Linked DNA regions of Macaca mulatta: region 1 is linked to region 2. The links are chromatin contacts, called in public Hi-C maps. All regions are on one chromosome and are shown on one strand. The core of a region is the stretch at or near the end of the contact, and the rest is flanking DNA. Distances in the headings are between cores, read along the strand shown. Region 1 holds the start of KCNB1 (potassium voltage-gated channel subfamily B member 1). Region 2 has its middle 67 kb from the start of ZNFX1.

Region 1 (2,923 bases), core at 56-2,555, 140 kb before region 2:
GTCCCTGGCCCCAGGAGGCGGCCGCCCTGGGGGTGAGTGTTGGGGAGTACGGCCTTCCTTGGGGGTGCATGGGGACACGGGCAGGGGGCTTGCCTGCCGCAGCTCGGCCTGTTGGTCTGCTCGGGCTCCGCAGCTCCAGGCTGGAGGGGAGCGGGGTGGGAGGCAGGCAAGGGCTGGGGCCTGGGGGGGCGCGCGATCCCCTTTCTGGGGCTAAGGCGTGAGCCCTACATGCAGGGGGTGCTCACGGAAACCCCCCGAAATCACCAGTGCGCGGTAGGAGGATGGCACGTTTTGAAAAGGCCAGAAAATTTAGCTCATTTCCCCGCCTCCCACCTCCCCCACCCCTTCCCTTCCAAACCCGGGGAAAGGCGCAGAACCCGGAGTTATAAAAAGCCATCGCAGGAGAGGAACGAGGAGGAGGAGGAGGAGGAGGAGGAGGAGGAGGAGGAGGAGGAGGAGGAGGAGAAGGGGGCGGGGAAGGAGCGAGGGGCGGACGGAGCAGGCGGATCCTGAGGACTCTGCCCGCCCCTCCTGCGGTAGGGTTGGGGGCGCAGAGGGAGAGGCGAGAGTGGGCTTTTCCTCCTCGCGGCTCACCTCGTCGCTGGAGCGACCTCAGGAGATGCTCCGATGTTTGGGAAGAGGGGTCGCTCCAGGACAGAGGGGCTGTTGTGCACACTCCGTCTGTTGTGACCTCGGACAGGTGGGCACCTGGAACCCCCGGAATTCCCCCAAATCTTTTAAGATTTAGAAAAAAGCCCGCTGCCATTCCCCACCCCCAAAATCTTGATTATCTCGAGCAGGGGAAGGAAAAGAAGAGAACTCGTTAAAAAAAAAAAAAAAAGAAAAGAAAAAAGAAAGAAAGAAGAAGAAAGAAAGAAAGAAAGTTTTCATGCAGCTCCCCCTCTCTCCCCATGGTGGGGCCAGGTTCGGGACTCGATCGGGAGACCCATAAAGAATCGAGTTTCAGCACTCTAAGGGGCGGACAGCGCCCCGGGCGGCTGGGTCGCGCCTGGGCCGCAGAAGCCCGGGGTGGGGCCTCCCGGGCTCCAGGGGCATCTCTTGGGGCTCTCTCCCCGCCCCGAGGGGCAGCCCCTCCCTCCGTCCATGGGGTGGGGCGGACTTCAGCACCGGCTGGAGGGACAGCGCCCATCCGTCCTACCCCACTGAGCTGCTTAAGCGCGGGGAAGGTCAAGGCCGGCTGGGAGCCTAGTGGAGAGGTGGGGGGCGGGGGGACAGCATGCCTAGCTCCCCGTTTGCTGACCCGCGTCCGCTTTCGCTTTCTGCCTCGCAGCCGTCGGGATGGAGGTGAGAAGACGGCCGTGACGCGCGCCCGCGCGGCCCCCTGCACCCCCAGCAGCCCACAGCGCTCCCTGCCCCCCTCCCCCGCAGCAGCGGGCCTTGCCGTCGACTGACAGCGGCCTGGGGGGGCAGGGGGGGCGGGGGCGGCCGGATCAGCGATGCCGGCGGGCATGACGAAGCATGGCTCCCGCTCCACCAGCTCGCTGCCGCCCGAGCCCATGGAGATCGTGCGCAGCAAGGCGTGCTCTCGGCGGGTCCGCCTCAACGTCGGGGGGCTGGCGCACGAGGTGCTCTGGCGTACCCTGGACCGCCTGCCCCGCACGCGGCTGGGCAAGCTCCGCGACTGCAACACGCATGACTCGCTGCTCGAGGTGTGCGACGACTACAGCCTCGACGACAACGAGTACTTCTTTGACCGCCACCCGGGCGCCTTCACCTCCATCCTCAACTTCTACCGCACTGGGCGACTGCACATGATGGAGGAGATGTGCGCGCTCAGCTTCAGCCAAGAGCTCGACTACTGGGGCATCGACGAGATCTACCTGGAGTCCTGCTGCCAGGCCCGCTACCACCAGAAGAAAGAGCAGATGAACGAGGAGCTCAAGCGTGAGGCCGAGACCCTACGGGAGCGGGAAGGCGAGGAGTTCGATAACACGTGCTGTGCAGAGAAGAGGAAAAAACTCTGGGATCTACTGGAGAAGCCGAATTCCTCCGTGGCTGCCAAGGTGAGTCAGGGATCTGGGGGCTGCTGGGCTGGGGGGGATCTGCCTGCATCCCCATATTGAGGACCACTGCTGAAGGACTCTGGCTTCGTTCCCAAAGATGAATATTAGTGATGGGGAGGGGCTAGGATGAGTCCCCAGAGGTGAAGACCAACCCCCTCAGACTTTTCCCATGTGGCACTGGTCACTCCATCTTTTTATTATCCAAGACGTTATACCCCTACTTTGTTGGAGAGAAGGTTTTACAGGGACCCATAAAAAGCCACAGCAAGAAGATGGACACTAATGAATAAGAGAGAGAGCACAGAGAGACAACACAGGCTTGCTGGGGTGGAGTAGGGTTTGGTTCCCTGTGAAGTCCCAGACCTAGGCTGGATTGGGTCACCCTGTGATTTTAATATCTCCATATTTATAACCTCACTCTGCGCCAGGAAGGGAATAAAAGCAGCTTACAGACATGCTTACAGGACATTGAGATACTGTCAGGTAGTTTAAACATAAGAAGGGACCCAGAGGGGTGGGTGTGAACCCACATGAGACATGCAGTTGGTTGTGGATGCTTGTGGGTGAGGGGTCACCCCCTGGTTATTTATTTGGTGAGTTTATTTCAAGAATGGTTGGTGCAGCTTGTAAAGATGCTTCGGCTCTTGGAACAAGATGTAAATTTCAAAATAGGAGAGAAAAATGAGGCAATGTGAAAAATAAAGGAGGAGGAGGAGGAGGCAGGAATGAGTTTGAACACAAAGAGTGGGCCAGAGAGTCTTTGGTGCTGCTGGGTAATGGCAGGGGCTGGAGGGGACTGAGGAAGGCTTGGGGTGGGAGCCAAGGCAGGGCTGGAGGGCATTGGTTGATTAGCAACTTCTCCATGTCAGGCTGGGATTCCAGGTTGCCTGGGAGAGATG
Region 2 (2,832 bases), core at 53-2,552:
GCCTCAGGGCCTTTGCACTTGTTCCCTCTGCCTGGAATGTGCTTGCAAATAACCATGTGACTCCCCTCTTTTATCTTCTTCAAGTTGCACTCAAAGGTTACTGTCTCAGTGAGGCCTTCCCTGACACACTCACATCCCCTCACACCAATTTTTCTAAAATTGCAATGGCTCCTCTACAGTTGGAATCCCCCAGCCCTGCTTTCTTTTTCTTCTTATTATCATCTGATATAATATCTATTTTCCTTTTTGTCATATTTAATGTCTATCTATCCCCACTAGAATATTAGCTCTACTCTGCCAGGGATTTTTGTTTGCTTTGTTCACTGCTGTGGTCTCAGCCTCTAGAACAATACCTGGCACGCAGTACGTGCTCAATAACTATTTGTTGAATGAATGAAAAAATCCAGGGAAGTGGGGATCTCTGAGGATGATTGAGACCAAATTTCCCACTACCCCAGCAAGAAGGCAACCTAGAGTCAGATGTAGATTGATGTCAAGAATTAAGGAACAATGCAAGGTGCATTGTAAGTGCTGTGAGAGTAGTATCTCATTTAATCCTCATAACAGTCCTATGAGGTACTAATGTCCACCTCATTTTACATTAGAGGGAACTAAGGCACTGAGAGGTTAACTCACTTGCCCAAAATGCCATAGCACAGAAGAGGCAAAGCTGAGACTCAGGCAACCTGGCTCCACACAGCCCAGACACTGAACACACACACACACACACAAACACACACACACACACACACACTTAGGTAGCATCACCAGTCCCTCCCAGCCTTCAAGCAACTCTCAGAAATGAGAACTCCCGGCCGGGCACAGTGGCTAATATCTGGAATCCCAGCACTTTGGGAGGCTGAGGTAGTCAGATCACTTGAGATCAAGAGTTTCAGACCAGCGTGGGCAACACGGTGAAACCCCTTCTCTACTGCAACTACAAAAATTAGCTGGGCATAGTAGCACATGCCTGTAATCCCAGCTACTCAGGAGACTGAGGCAGGAGAATCACTTGAACCCGGGAGGCGAAGGTTACAGTGAGCTGAGATTGCACCACTGCACTCCAGCTTGGGTGACAGAGCGAGACTCCATCTCAAAAAAAAAACAAACAGAAATGAGAACTCCCTCCTCCAAGACTGAGTGTTTAGGGTCCCCTCATTTCCCAGCCCCCCCTCCATTGTCCCCACTGCATCCCAGCCAAGAGCAAACCTGCGTCCCTGGTGACGCAGGAAGCTGTAGGCTGTCCAGTTGTCATGGCAACAGCCGCCAGTCCCTGTAAACAGTCTTGCCTCCTGGCTGCCTGGGTGAATCGCTCTCACCACCCTCAGACACTGTGCCCTGGGCCTTGCTGCACACTTGACCCATTCTGGGCGGCTGGGTGAGTCAAAGATCCAAATGTCCCTGCTGCTTCCCACCTGGGGGATTGGGGGACAGGGGGTGTAGAAGCAGAAAACCTGGGTCCCCATCACCCTTTCTGTTCCTTCTGGGCTGTGCCTTGAGGAGTCCCTTCTCTTCTCCAGGACTCAGGTCTCTCGTCCCTGCTTTATAGGGTGGTCATGAAGAGTTGATGAGTTCTTTTCTTCCTTCCTTCCTTCATTCAACAAATAATTATCGAACACCTACCATGTGCCAGGCAGCAGCCTAAGTGCTAGGGATATAGCAGTGACCAAGGCAGACCTGGTCCTCTGGGAGTTACAAGACAAACCAATTCTGGGAAGAAAATAATATAGACCGATGTGTATGATGGGGGAAAGAGGACAGGGCTACTTTTCTTAGGCGATCAGGAAAAGCCTCCCTGAGGAAGTACCATTTGAGCTAGACCAAAATGAGAAGATGGCCAAGCAAAGCGATGGGAAAAGAAGTATTCTAGGAAGCAAGTGCAGCGTGTGCAAAGGCCCGGAGGCAGCAATGACTCAGCCTATTTACAGGACAGAAGGCCCTTCTCTCAAAATAACGCTAGGAGGGCGGGCCCAAGGTGTGAACTCTGGTGCTACAGGTGGAGAAAGTGGACATTGACAAGGGCTGCCACGTGGGACAGCAGGAAGAGACGCTCTCATAGCCAGTTTTCACAGGTGCAGTTTCCAGCTCCTGGAGGGGCAGCCCTCAGACTTGGGGTCTGAGCTTCAGCACCAGGAAAAAGCAGAAAAGTAGCAATAACAGTACAACATATTCCAGATGCTTTGCATATATTAACTAGTTTAATCCTTACTACCCTAAGAGAGAGGTTACTGTGATGATTAACAGTACGGCTGAATACACACCTGGCTTCAAAGCCCGTGATCCCAGCCATCATGCTGGAAGCTCTGCAAATGAGCAAAGAGACTCAGTCCAAAGCCTCCAGGAGTGGTGGGGACAGTGGCGGATGTGGCCTGTGTAGAGGACTCCAGCTCCAGCCCATGTGGCAGTGTGTGGGAATGCAGATTCACAGTGGCAAGATGTTCTAATTTTCTAAAATAAGCCAGACTGTTGTGTGAACGCTCCTGATTTTAAAACGTTGACTCCATTGTTATTTTAAATATCAGACGCTCAAATAAGACAACGTCGTTCTAGACCTCCCGATGAAACCGGCTACATAATTTGTGGGGTTCAGGACAAAATGAAAATGCAGGGCCCCTTGTTCAAAAATTAAGAATGTCAAGCCAGCGACAGCAGAATGCTAAACCAAACTCAGCCTGCTTGTGAGTGTGGGGCCCTGTGCAAATGGCTGTGCATGTGCATGACACCAGCTCTGCCTCAAACATGGGCACTTCCTAAAATCTTGTTGAACGAAATGGAAGGAAGGGGCCAGGCACGGTGGCTCACACCTGTGATCCCAGCACTTTGGGAGGCCGA

The links. A called contact is a pair of places that touch in the nucleus more often than the background predicts.
Region 1: a contact with region 2 is called in a Hi-C map of fetal cortical plate, with 2.3 times the contacts expected there. The contact joins the promoter of KCNB1 here to the enhancer-like site in region 2. A contact is called at or near these places in 8 of 14 Hi-C or Micro-C datasets (CD4 T cells, blood, cortical neurons and 4 more).

What each region holds. Positions count from the first base shown.
Region 1 is chr10:102,312,620-102,315,542 of T2T-MMU8v2.0, reverse strand. KCNB1 (potassium voltage-gated channel subfamily B member 1) reads left to right here and starts at 1,305. Exons shown (of 2, transcript NM_001265653.1): 1 at 1,305-2,024. The coding sequence starts at 1,458. It overlaps LOC114670500 (a long non-coding RNA gene), which reads right to left and starts at 1,369. Exons shown (of 3, transcript XR_003720162.2): 1 at 1,262-1,369; 2 at 595-708.
Region 2 is chr10:102,177,076-102,179,907 of T2T-MMU8v2.0, reverse strand. No RefSeq gene overlaps it. Among named protein-coding and RNA genes, the nearest start is that of ZNFX1, 67 kb to the right of the region's middle. Within about 2 kb of position 1,302, at least 9 of the 40 cell types and tissues checked have an H3K27ac peak or open chromatin away from gene starts, as enhancers often do. A contact at or near this core is called in fetal cortex germinal zone and fetal cortical plate, where this site is marked.